Regions from separate parts of the Mus musculus genome. Here regions 1 and 2 are each linked to region 3. Evidence: chromatin contacts called from public Hi-C data. All regions are on one chromosome and are shown on one strand. Each heading gives the region's core, a stretch centred on a gene start, on an enhancer-like site or on the middle of the called end of the contact. The rest is flanking DNA. Distances are from core to core; before and after follow the strand shown.

Region 1 (4,251 bases), core at 1,275-3,774, 440 kb before region 3:
GTGTGTGTGTGTGTGTGTGTGTGTAATTATGTGTATGAGCCACAGGCATGCGTAATACCTGTGGAGGTCAGAAGACCATTGGATCCCCTGGTTCTGGGGTTGTGCACGGTTGTGAGCCACCATGGGGAAGCAAACCTGAGTCCTCTGCAAGAGCAGCCAGTGCCCTTGGCCACTTCCCCACCCCTGGTTATGATTGTTTTTTAAGGTAGCGTTTTTTTTTTTTTTTGTTTTTCTTTTTCTTAATGGTGGGTGTAGTAATAGGAAACCAGTTTTTATGGTGTTTTCTCTTAGGACTTTTTAAGAGTCTTTCATTTAGTCTTTCTCCAGGTCCTAGACCACATGATCGTGTTTTAACTTGAGATAATTACTAATTTGATTCTCTAACCTCCCAACTAGCCCATAGATTCTTCCCCACTGAAGATGGTAGAGGGCAGTGAGTGTTAAGCTACTCTTCGCACATCCTGTCTCACTAGTACAGCTTCCGTGCAGCTCTCTCATTGGCCGTCTCGTTGATTCGTCACCTTTACCCGTGATGCTTTGCAGACGGAAACCAGCACTTGTGGTCTGTTGCTTGTGGTCCCAACGATGTGTTAGTAGCTGAAAACAGTGAACAGATGGGAAGTTCTGATGTGCTTTGGATCTCTTTGGGGATAATGTCAATTTATTTTTAAAATATATGAAGTCTACTTATTTTTAACCTTATAATTTGTTTTTCAGAGACAGGGTCTTACTATGTAACTGGCCCAACAAACTATGTAGACCAGGCTGGCCTCATACAGGAATCTATCTGCTCTGCTTCTGGAGTGCTAGGGCTAAAGGTGTATGCTACCACACCCAGCCTTACTTACAAGCTTTAAGCCAAACCATTTATTTTTCCCAAGTGACTAGCTTTAATAACTATGGAAAGGAATGATATATGGAAGGAACATTGTTGGTTTTCAATTCTCTAAAAATAAACAAATGGCCAAATGCATTAGATGTATTTCTGTCTGTTGCTGAGGACTGAACCCATGGCTTCATGCATGCTACCCAGTCGGTGTAGCTCTAAGCAGTTCTCCAGCCCCAGCATCTCACTACTGGGTGTTAATTGTTTGTGTAAGCTGGTAGGTAGCTCATTATTATCTTTCTTTTAAATTGTTTTGTCTTTCCTAAGGGAATGGATGCTTTTCATCCCATTTCTCCATGGATAGGATATTTAAGATAACGCCCTTTCTGCAATGTAAACAGATGCCCCAGACTGTAAAAGATATGTTAGGATATGGTCAGTGACAACTATGGAGGGAAACGGCACATGTACAACCAGCCCTAACACAGTGTTAAAGCCTTATATTAGAATGGGAGGGAAGTGATGTGGACCCTGCAGGGTGGTCTCATTAGGTGGATGCAAAAAGAGGGCCAGGAAGAATATACCAGATGAAGGGAATCAAGCACTTTAAAGATGAAATTGGAGTTTGTCTGACGTCAGAGTAAGGACATTTCAGTAATGAAAGCCATATGGGTACAGAGCATGGAGACCTGCAATTAGCAAAACAAGGGGGAGGAGCCTTAGAAGGTAAGAGCTGGGCCAACACCTGGAAGTAGGGCTTTGAGGTGAGGGGTTTCCAGCAAGTCTTTCTGGTTCATCTGGTTCGCTGAAATGGGAGAGAGTGGGCAAAAGGTCCTGCTGGAATAAGGACAATAAGGACTTTGTCATTCAAATGAGAGCAGGGTTAGCTATAGAGGATTGGGAATCGCAGACAATGAGTAGTAGAATTTAGCAAAGTGGAGCTGGTTGAGTTTGCCCTGGGGTTACAGGCAGGAAGGAACCAGGAGGTGGGCCTCATGGAAGGATTTTCTTAGGCAGTGATAGTACCAAAGGGTCCCACAGTAGAGAAAGAGCCATCCACTTTAGAGAGAGGCACCACAAAACTTCTCTTACATAGACAATGGAACTGGTCCCCAAAGACAAAAGGATGGACCTTTGATGGTTCCAGATATATGGAGTCTGAAGTCAGTTAGGACACCCTGTGGCTGATGGGACAAGCGGTGGTGGTGGTCAGGCATCCCTGGGCTCTGATGCCGGGTGGAAGATTAATTTTGATCCTTCCTTATGAGGTGGAGCTCAGGTAGTGTTTGAATATTCCCTTTTTATTTTGCTTCTCAGTGTTACTTCAGAACAGCGTCAAGCATACTAGGTCCTCATTTATTTTTTTATATTAACTTTTTTTTTTTGAGGGAGAAAATTCTTCAAGGATGAAAGTTCTGTGGGATGTTTCTTTTTCCAGTTTGAGAGAGAGAGAGAGAGAGAGAGAGAGAGAGAGAGAGAGAGAGGTGTTTGCAATATCTTTTCAATTTAATTTTATTATTTGCTGTTGTGTTTAAAGAAGCAGAAGCTACTCTGAAATTTAGGTGTGAATTTTGGAGAAGACATGAACAGTTTCATAAAAAAATGAAACAAAATGTGCCCAACCACTGAGTGCACCCCGGGGAGTAAACCCTGCCCTCAGGTCCCTGATTCACCCTGTTAGTAGCAGCCAGTGAGGCTCAGTTTACTGGCACAGCCTCCTCTGCCCTTCCTCTCCGTGTGAGTCCCAACCTTAGCAGGCAAAGGCTCAGAAGCCTTGGGATGAAGCTACATCATCCCACAGTTGAGCCAGCTAATGCCTAAGTACAAACAGTAGCCGGCAGTAAGTGGGTGTGGCCCTGCAGCTTCCTGGAGTGTCTTACAGGGGTTTGTCTTTGTTTGTAGATGTCTGGGTCCTGCAAATGGACTCCCGTCTTTGTTCAGTATGCAACTTTGACTACGTAATTTTCTTTGAGTTAAAAAAATAAACCAGTGGAAGGCTTGCTAGTTAAAGATCACACACACACACACACACACACACACACACACACACAGCCTTCAGAAGCAAATGTTTGTGGGCATAACCAGACTCCACAACATTTTTTTCTTTAAACTCTCTTTAGCCCTTGTCATCTTAAGATGTGCCTTATGCCTTACCACTTCCCTGGGAAATACGACTCACAGGAGCAAATTACGTTTCTGAGAGAGTCCAGGAGGATCCTAGTTAAGTAGATTAGGGTCTGGCATTCCTTTTAGCTTCATCAGTCATTTACAGCAGAGGATGGACACTGTAGCCGTCTGCGACTTGCCAATTAGCTGGGCTTTCCCCGCTGTTTCTGGTTTGGCAGGGATGAGGTGGTTCACCCTGCTGCACTGCTGCCTGCCAAGGACACATGGCCAGCTCCCTGCTTCCTGTCTTCCTCTTTGTGTCCTGGCCTTGCCTTCCAGACAGCTGCCAGGTTATGGTTGCCAAAAACCTTCCTTCCTTCAGAAAGGTCAAGTAACCTCAAATCACCTTTGCCAATATTTGTGTTTTCTTTTTAATCCTTCTGTGCTCAAGTTGGAGAAAACTGTAGCACTGAGTGGAACTTAGGGTCACCTCGGATCTCTTGGATCTGAACCTGAAGCATCCCTGAGCCAGTCCGGATGGTGCTTCTAGTACAGTTCTGTTCACAGCTCTGTGAAGTGCGATCGAGTTCAGGAGGGTTCAGTGTGGATCTGAGTGCTGCTGCTTTTTAGGATTCTCAGTTCACTTGTGATCTTTGGCCAAAGCCTGATGCATTGCATGGCAGGAAGAGAAGAATGTGGAGATAGGTTTTGGCTAAAGGCTTACTTTTTTTTTTTTCTTCAAAGAACTTGATAGTTGCAAACCTGTCTTTGCTTTCCTGTTTGGTGTCTGTGAATAAGAGTTAGCAGCCTGTCCATGGCCTGGGGACAGCGAGTGAATTAGCAGGAGCTTGCAGGATGGAAGTACCACTTCCTTGGCCCTGGCATGGCTGTAGGAAACACAGTCGCTGGGACTGAGGTTCAAGATCAGTGTGAATAAGTGTTTTGAATGACACTCACCACTCACCAAATGCATGCACTGAACAGGCCATGGTTACAGAATGGGACAAGCAAGATTTCTTGTTCCTGGGCAGCATATGGTCACATATAGACCTGTCCTCTCTAGTTCATCTCTTCGAATTACTTCATGCTCATCTTTCATCAAAGGACACGGCCACTAGTAGATAACACTTTTTAGAAGATTGAAGGTCTAGAACATTAATAATGAGATATTACCTTTAAGTAATTTTCTGCTTTAAGGTCTATGTTTTTATGAAGTGTTTTCTATGACACATGGGAACCACCACAACCATTGTCTATATTCTGATGTCCATTTTAGATGGGAAATTTTATGTCTCTTTCATTGTTTCTTCCTTCCTTCC
Region 2 (3,961 bases), core at 350-2,849, 350 kb before region 3:
GTTGCTTGATTTCCCAAGAGAAGTTTAGCAGCCAGTAAAGGTTATTTGGATCTGGCTGGTCAGGGGGAGGGCAAAGCAAAGGGGCAGCCGTGTGCATGGCATGCTCAGTAGTTATTGTGAAACACTGCTTTTCTTTATAAAATGTATGTTCTCTATCGAAAGACTAAAAACCAAAAACTTAAAGATAATTTTCAGTAGGTTGCAAACTGCATTCACACGTGTACGTTTATGTAGACAGGTAAGTGTCACATGCGATGCATGTATGTGGACAGTCCTGTTCCTATAGAATTAAGCTACTGTTTACTTCAGCATTATTTAGACTATCCTGGCATGTCTCCTAGGTTAGCATTTCCTGCTCAGGATTTCTTATCTTGACACAAAACTGCAGTCCGGGGCAGCTGGGTTGTTTCTGAAGTTCCTTGGGATGGTGGTGGTGGTGTGTGTGTGTGTGTTTGGGGGGCTGGGGGGAGGAGGGGAAGCTGGATTCCCATCTCTGAATCTTCTTTTCAGCTGTTGGCTCTAAAGTGTTCACATTTTTATACAGCATCCTGGGGCCCTAGCACCACTCCAGGACTAATAGAAATGCTGACAAGCTAGGTGGCATAGGTGAGTCCTTGGTTCAAGGCTGAGAATTATGAAATCTAAGGTTGCATCTGAGCAGGGTTTGGTACCAGGGCAGCTGCTGTTGTCATCCTTTGCTTTGAATAGTCTCGTGAAAGCAGTGACTTTCTGTCCTCATCAGCATCATTTGCACCTGTTGGGAGAGCAAAACTGAAGGCGGTAGTATTTTATTCAGATTATCCGAAATGGTTTTCACTCACTCGCTCACACACACACACACACACACACACACACACACACACACACACACACACAGTGTCTCTGTCTCTGATCTGGCTATTGGAAGCAGTGTTGAGACATCATTTTCGCCTACCTTTCTCCATTTATAAAGAGAGATTTGTCCAACTGGCCGTTTCCTTTTTATCTAGACAAACTCTTCAGAACACTTCCTAAGAAATTAATTGTATTCCAGCCAGACTTGCATGCTGCCATCCCACAGGAAATGGGTCAGCAATCCATTAAGATGCCATTAGATAATCTAATTTGGAACTTAATCTCTAAATTAACCATGCTCCATACTTGAAGCATACTTGAGAGAAAGAAAAAAAGTTTACGTTTGAATCGATAGGGGAGCCGAAGCGTGAAGAAGGCTGTTTGTTTTTTCTGTAGCTGTGGTCACGTCTCAAGCCGTCTGGTAACCAGGAGAAACCAGACATGATGTAATTCCAGATTGAACTTGAACTTCAGGGACTTAGCATGGGGGAACAATGGGCCATAGGAATCAATAATGTCCATTTTCCACATGATTATGTCTGGAGCTTTCCCGTCAACCCTTTTGGATGGACAGTGTGGCCAAAGCGAGATGATCCAGGGACAAGATGTTAGAGGAAAGAGAACAACTTTCTCCATGGTACTTTCAGAGCAGCGCTGCAGATTCCAGCGGGATTAGAAAAGTTCCCGCTCTGCAGTGAAGTGGGAGCTCGTTCAGAGCACTCTTTGTTCGCCTAGGTAGGACAAACTTAATCTTCCGTTTCCTGTCAGATGGTTTTTGGCAGCAGAGCCAGAGAGGGAGGAGCAGGATTCAGAACATTCTCAAAATGCAAACCTTACTGGTTAACCCTTTTGCAGCTAAAGGAAGTGTGCTAAATGCTGACCTTGTTTGAAGATGGTTTATGCAAAGCACCGTGTAAACACGCACACTCTCTGCTGAGGAAGTCAGCTCCATTGCGGCCCACACACCATCACTTCATTGTTGTGATCAAGGAGCTGGAACTAGGTGTACTGTGAATCAGGTCATATTTAAATAATAGAGCCTAGAAATGAATGTATTTTTATAGGAAATGCTACAGCAGTAAAGACAAAAGCCTGTTGAATTTCCACATGGGGAATAATAATATTTATGTTGCATATCAGAAAGTGTAGAAATAGAGTTTCCTCTCCTATTTTCTTCGTTCTGGGAGCTCTCTGCATATGTGAACACAGTGAAAGGGCCAATGTCATAAATATAATTGTTAACTCCTTGACATCTTACTCTTCAGAAATCTGGTATAAACAAGTCCTCTTCTTTAGAAGCAAAACTGTAAAAATAATACTAGTATTTGCTTTTAAGAAAAATCATTTGTGAAAGAGTCTCCTGGCTTTTATACAAACTCACATTTCTCTTTCATTTAGTATGCCTTTGGGGAGCCTTTCTGTGAAAAGCACTATTTTGGAGAACCGGAGTTTTTTTTTTTTTGGTAGGGAAATGTCTGTAGTTGAAGAATCACTTATGCAAATAAGAGGAGCAGTAACCCTTGTAACAATAGCATTGAAAAGAAGCCCAGGGGTGGAGAGGAATACAGACTAGAGAAAGGCTGGAAATCAACATGTGGGCTTCCCTGTGGCATGGTCTGGGAGGAGTAAATGACTACAGTTGGCCTGTATGTTTTTATATTTTAATTGGCAATAACATCCGGTAGCTTCATAAGTGTGTGTGTCTGTGTGTGTGTGTGTGTGTGTGTGTGTGTGTGTGTATGCATGCACGGGTGTCTTGTAATTGATTTGTAGTTAACAACTTCATAATTTTCTATCATAGGTTTTTTAGCTCTAAAATATGAGCAAAATCAAATCTTTAAAAAATATGCTTAATTTCCTGATTGAGGGGAAGGATTGCCCTTTAAATCTTATTTACATTTGACTGTTGTAAGCAAGTAAGTTTTTGTGACTTTTGAAGTGCCTGGGTTCCCTTGTTGAAGGGCCTTCTAACATCATGTGTGGAAGGAAGCCTCTATAGTAAAAGCAAAGGGTAGCAATGATCTGGTTCCCTAGACAGCTGCGCTGTCCCCATGTGAAGTCACTATTGCGTGTCGTCTTTTGCAGATGCAGTACTTCACTGGTATATGATACCCCCTTTTTTTTTTAAATTTGGAAAATACTTTCACTAATGCGTGCTACAATGAACCCTTGATCCAGCGTCCCCCAGAAGCAAAGCCGTCTGAAACAATTGACTATAAACCAATGAGGTTTGACAGCCTCCCATTTGATGTTATTTTCAAAAGTGTGGCTCCCCAAGGATTAACAATAAAGAAGGCTATTTACCTACTTAGTTAAGAAATAAATACACTTCTCTTTCATTACTATGAAGTGCTATTGCTTGCAGTTAGATTCATTCTATGAGCCACCTGCAGTTTATGATATTTGGTGTTTCCCAGAGAGCCCACTGGGGCCCTTTGCAGAGCAGGTAAGAGCTAGCGAGGGGGCTTTCTGATGCAGACTATTACAAATAGTTATAATCATTAGAAATCATCTTGCATGCAAATAGGATCATTCATATGGCGATAATGATCATTAAAAATGGGAAAAATAAATCAAAGAAATCCAGGACCTCTATAAAGCATGTAGTATAATTCACTTTCACTCTGGCCCCTTGTAAAAGGGGGCTCAAAAGCAAATTACTGTCATACATCCACATCTGCACACACACAAAACAAAGGCACATATTATTTTCAGTTGGAAAGCAACTAACATTGGATAAATCAATTACAGTTACTAATGTGGAATTATTCTTGTTCAGGAGATCTCATGCATCTAAGTGTCAGCCATAAGCCATTGGATATCATTTATAATTCACCTGCAGTACAAATATAGGAACAGGAAATTGAAATGTTTTTCACAGAGAGTTGAAGTAAAGAGTATGGGTAAGAATGCAGATTCCAGGGCTCCAATCCTGTGGCTAAGACCTGGGCTTCTGCTACCTAATACAGTGTACAGTTGGGCAAGACTTCAGGCTTCAATTTCCTCATCCATAAACTAAGCATGAATGTTGGTTGTTAGGATGAAAAACCTTAAGGTAGGTCAATCACATAGACCATGTATAGCAAATCACTCATGCTGTGTAAGTGCTATTGATCGGATGCCGTCT
Region 3 (3,900 bases), core at 414-2,913:
AGGAAAGCAGCCAGATGACCAGTAAGAACAATCTATGGGGCAGTATTGAGTCCTAAGACATCATTTCTGTCCCAAAACTGTTATGGTCTCTGGACTATTAGCCTTGAACTGCTAAAGGTTTTTTTTTCCTGGATCTTTTTGAAGGATGTTACCAACTTTCCATCTTCACCATACTGGCCTGCTAATAAGGAGAGAATAGTAAGTCTGCCATAGTGCCCTTTAAAAACAAGACTACCAGAAGTCCCAGGAAGACTGGAGGATGTGAGTGGATCAGAACCAAGTTTGCAACATAAAAATGCAAATGACTCTGAGATTCTTTTTCCTTTATCCTTCATAATAATCGTTGATACTAATATCTATTGCTGCAAAAATGCCACAGTGCCCATGTTAGAGTGCCGTTAAAAGCTCTCAGTACAAAGGGATGCTCTGTTTCGATAAAGAAAGGGTTAAGGGCAGACCTCACAAGGCGGTGTGTGATGCAGAGTCAGCTGGAGCTCTCTCATCATATTGTCCTCAAACTTTCTTGTTCTTTTCTCACTTGTTATTTCTTCCTTTTATTTTACATCTAGCTGGGATTGCTGCGTGTAACTCAAGTTTGCGGTTTGTGGCTCTGAGCTGTCACTGTCCTCTGCAAGTGCATGCCGGTCTTTTCAGAATTCTTTCCCCACCATTCTTCCAGTAGTTCAAGTTCTTTAGAACCAAGATTTGTGCATATTCCAGAGATTATAAAATTTTAACTTTTACACTTGGCTACTGTTGGCTGTCTACATTCCTGGCAGTTTGTGTAGAGCAAGACATGCATTTCTGAGCATTTGACTTTGCAGATAAATGTGAGAAGTGCTCATGGTTCATGAGAGAGATGAACAAGACAATCCAAGATCATCCCCCATGTTCTGTGTTAATTTGCTTATCAAAACAAAACCCTCTGCTTCCTCCTCTTTCTTCTTCTGTAAAACATTTATTTGGAGGGCTTTTATCCTCCCATGTCCCCCACCCCACCTCACCCCCCAACCCCCTCCAAGAAGAAATTTAAGCTCCAATTAGTGCAAGAGAAGGGAGGGAGGTGCAGACTTGGATGCTAAATTGCCTAGAGCCTGCTCTCCCTCAAACAGACCACAAGATTCTCCAGCCCAGTTAATTTCTTCCCATTTAACTAATAGAAGGCTGGGGAGTGACCTTTGCAGGCCAGTGGGTAGGAGCTGAGGAACACTCCCCCCAAATGAGGGGGGGGGATATCTCTGTTTACTACACAGCAGGTTGGCCTCAGCTAATGACATTAATCCCCCTACTGCATTTCATTAGGTGACAGACAAGGAGCCACACTTTGGAAGGAACTGTTTCACCCAGCAGCCAGCTGTGGAGAAGAGCCACTCCAGGACCAGCACCGCCTCTCCTCATTTGCCTTTCGTCTTCTATTATCCCTGACATGTTCACTGAACTACAAGCTGCACATGTTTAAAAATAATTAAATGTACTCCAAACAAATAGGCAATGTTTCCTCAATCGTTGCAGTGAGCTTTCCATGTTTGGACAGATTTTTTTTTCTGTTCATTGGGTTCATCAGGCAGCCCAGTTCTTTACTGTCACTCCTGAAACCTAGCAGATAAATCCCCAGGGCAGGCTGCTGCCCCAGTACCGTCACTTGCTCTGACCTTGGACTATAGTCCTTCCCAGTCTGAAGGTCTCCAATTTGGAGTAATCATGTCTGGACTCCCAGGCTTGCAAATGGAGTCACGGGGCAAATATTTTTAAAAGCAAGATAAACTTGGGATTTAAAATGGAAGTGTTGGGAATACTGAGAAGAGACACTCCAAGCCGATTAACCTTTTGGGACAGTTGCTGATAAATGTGCAGACTTGGGACCCTCCTCACTCTCATCAGTCCTGAACATTTTGCACACTAAACATTGCCAACACGGTGTTCTTTTCTTTTTAAAAGTAGTGTTTTCCCATTAGAAGATGAAGAAAAGGGGGAAAGAAGGCACAGCTTGTAATGTTCCATAAAGCATAACACATTAAAATACACAGATAGTGGTCTAAATAGATGACTCAGTAGTTAAGGACTCATTTTAGAGGGCCTGGGTGTTGTTCCTAGTACCCACATAGGGTGACTCACAGCCACCTGTATCCTCAGATGCAGGGATCTGACACCCTCTTGTGGCTTCCTTGGGTACCTACCTTCATATGCATGCACACATAATTAAAAATAAAATAGAAACTATACACACAGAAAGCTAGTCAACGAGAAAAGAGACTCTCTGTGCTCACACAGCACGGAGTCCGCTTTGAGAAAAAAATGAAACTAGCCGGGTGGTGGTGGCACATTCTATGAATCCCAGCACTCAGGGAGCAGAGGCAGGCAGATTTCTATGAGTTCGAGGCCAGCCTGGTGTATAGAGAGAGACTGCCAGGGCTACACAGAAAAATTCTGTCTTGAAAAAAAAAAACACACAAAGAAAAACAAAAGATAGCAAACAACAATAACAAAACAAACAAAAAAAATGAAAACAAAATTCTTTTTGTAGCTGAGCAAAATTCCCCTTATAAAAACAATAAATACACTGAGGAGCCAACAATGTTCTCAGCAATAGTTCTTCAGTAACTGATTGAGAGACAGGGACATTTCTCTGTTTCTCACTATAGTCTCACTGCATCTTGCAAAAGTATAGCTCCTCCCTTTGAATAACTCTAGTTAAAGCGTGTGCGTATAGACAGCTTTGTACTATAAGGAGGTGAAGAGAATGGAGGAATAGAAGGTGTCGGTGTAATTAGGGTCCCTAAAATACTGCTGTGGTTTAGCTTGATACAAGAACAACTTTAAGTAAAACCATAAGAATGAATGCTGTTTGGTTTCTTCAAGCAATATGCTCAAGTGTGATTTGAATCAATACTGACAGCAGTTAATGTGCAGAGACATTCATTTATCCATTGACTGCTTTTATACTGAGTGGTGCCCAAAGTAGGCTTGATGCCTTGTGAATTTTTTTTTAAAGATTTATTTATTTATTATATGTAAGTACACTGTAGCTGTCTTCAGACACTCCAGAAGAGGGAGCCAGATCTCGTTACAGATGATTGTGAGCCACCATGTGGTTGCTGGGATTTGAACTCTGGACCTTTGGAAGAGCAGTCGGTTGTTCTTACCCACTGAGCCATCTCACCAGCCCCGCCTTGTGAATTTTAAAAAGCCAACAAAAACGTGTAGGAGAGATCAGTATCTCACTAAGGAGGAATTTATTTTTATTCCCTTTCATATATTACACCCACCCCATCACAGTTCCCCAGTTCTCCCCTGCCGCTATCATCTCCGCAAGCCACCCTGCGCCTTCTCTTCCCCCCCAGATCCACCCACTTCCTTTAGAGAAGAACAGACCTCCCAGAGTCATCAAACAACATTTTATAACAATCTACGATGAGACCAGGCACATCTCATCATATCAAGGAAATGCAGGACAAGGCAATCCAGTAGGAGGAAAAGGGTCCCACAAGTAGTCAAAAGAGTCAGGGACAGCCCTTGCTCCCATTGTTGGGATTTCCACAAGAACACCAAACTACTCAGCTATAACATATATCCAGGAGACAGGCTCCCTGATCTCTGCGAGTTCCCGTGAATCCAGGTCAGTTGATTCTTCGGATCATGTTCTCGTGGTGGGTCCTTGACCTCTCTGCTTCCCTAATCATCGCTGGGCATCTTCCACAGGTCTCCCTAAGCTTTGCCTAATGTTTGTCTGTGGTATTCTGCATCTGTTCTGAACAGTGGCTAGATGATGTCTCTCTAGTCTCTTCATTCTACTAGGTTCTGGTCCTAACACACTCTGTAGGCAGGACAATATGTAGGTTAAAGGATTTGTGTCTGGGTTGGTATCCCAATCCCTTCACTTGAAGCCTTGCCTGATTAAAG

Evidence for each region. A called contact is a pair of places that touch in the nucleus more often than the background predicts.
Region 1: a contact with region 3 is called in a Hi-C map of the N1E-115 cell line, with 11 times the contacts expected there. The contact joins two enhancer-like sites. A contact is called at or near these places in 3 of 484 Hi-C or Micro-C datasets (the N1E-115 cell line, cerebellar granule neurons and immediate neuronal precursor).
Region 2: a contact with region 3 is called in a Hi-C map of the N1E-115 cell line, with 10 times the contacts expected there. The contact joins two enhancer-like sites. A contact is called at or near these places in 2 of 484 Hi-C or Micro-C datasets (the N1E-115 cell line and cerebellar granule neurons) and 1 of 115 datasets of contacts at active chromatin or transcription factors (a beta-TC-6 cell line).

What each region holds. Positions count from the first base shown.
Region 1 is chr4:82,399,119-82,403,369 of GRCm38.p6, reverse strand. The region is part of intron 2 of Nfib (nuclear factor I/B); the gene reads left to right. Among named protein-coding and RNA genes, the nearest start is that of Nfib, 100 kb to the left of the region's middle. Within about 2 kb of position 2,524, at least 153 of the 459 cell types and tissues checked have an H3K27ac peak or open chromatin away from gene starts, as enhancers often do. A contact at or near this core is called in the N1E-115 cell line, where this site is marked.
Region 2 is chr4:82,302,024-82,305,984 of GRCm38.p6, reverse strand. All of the region lies in intron 11 of Nfib (nuclear factor I/B), which reads left to right. Among named protein-coding and RNA genes, the nearest start is that of Nfib, 200 kb to the left of the region's middle. Within about 2 kb of position 1,599, at least 116 of the 459 cell types and tissues checked have an H3K27ac peak or open chromatin away from gene starts, as enhancers often do. A contact at or near this core is called in the N1E-115 cell line, where this site is marked.
Region 3 is chr4:81,954,859-81,958,758 of GRCm38.p6, reverse strand. No RefSeq gene overlaps it. Among named protein-coding and RNA genes, the nearest start is that of Gm46886, 23 kb to the right of the region's middle. Within about 2 kb of position 1,663, at least 9 of the 459 cell types and tissues checked have an H3K27ac peak or open chromatin away from gene starts, as enhancers often do. A contact at or near this core is called in the N1E-115 cell line, where this site is marked.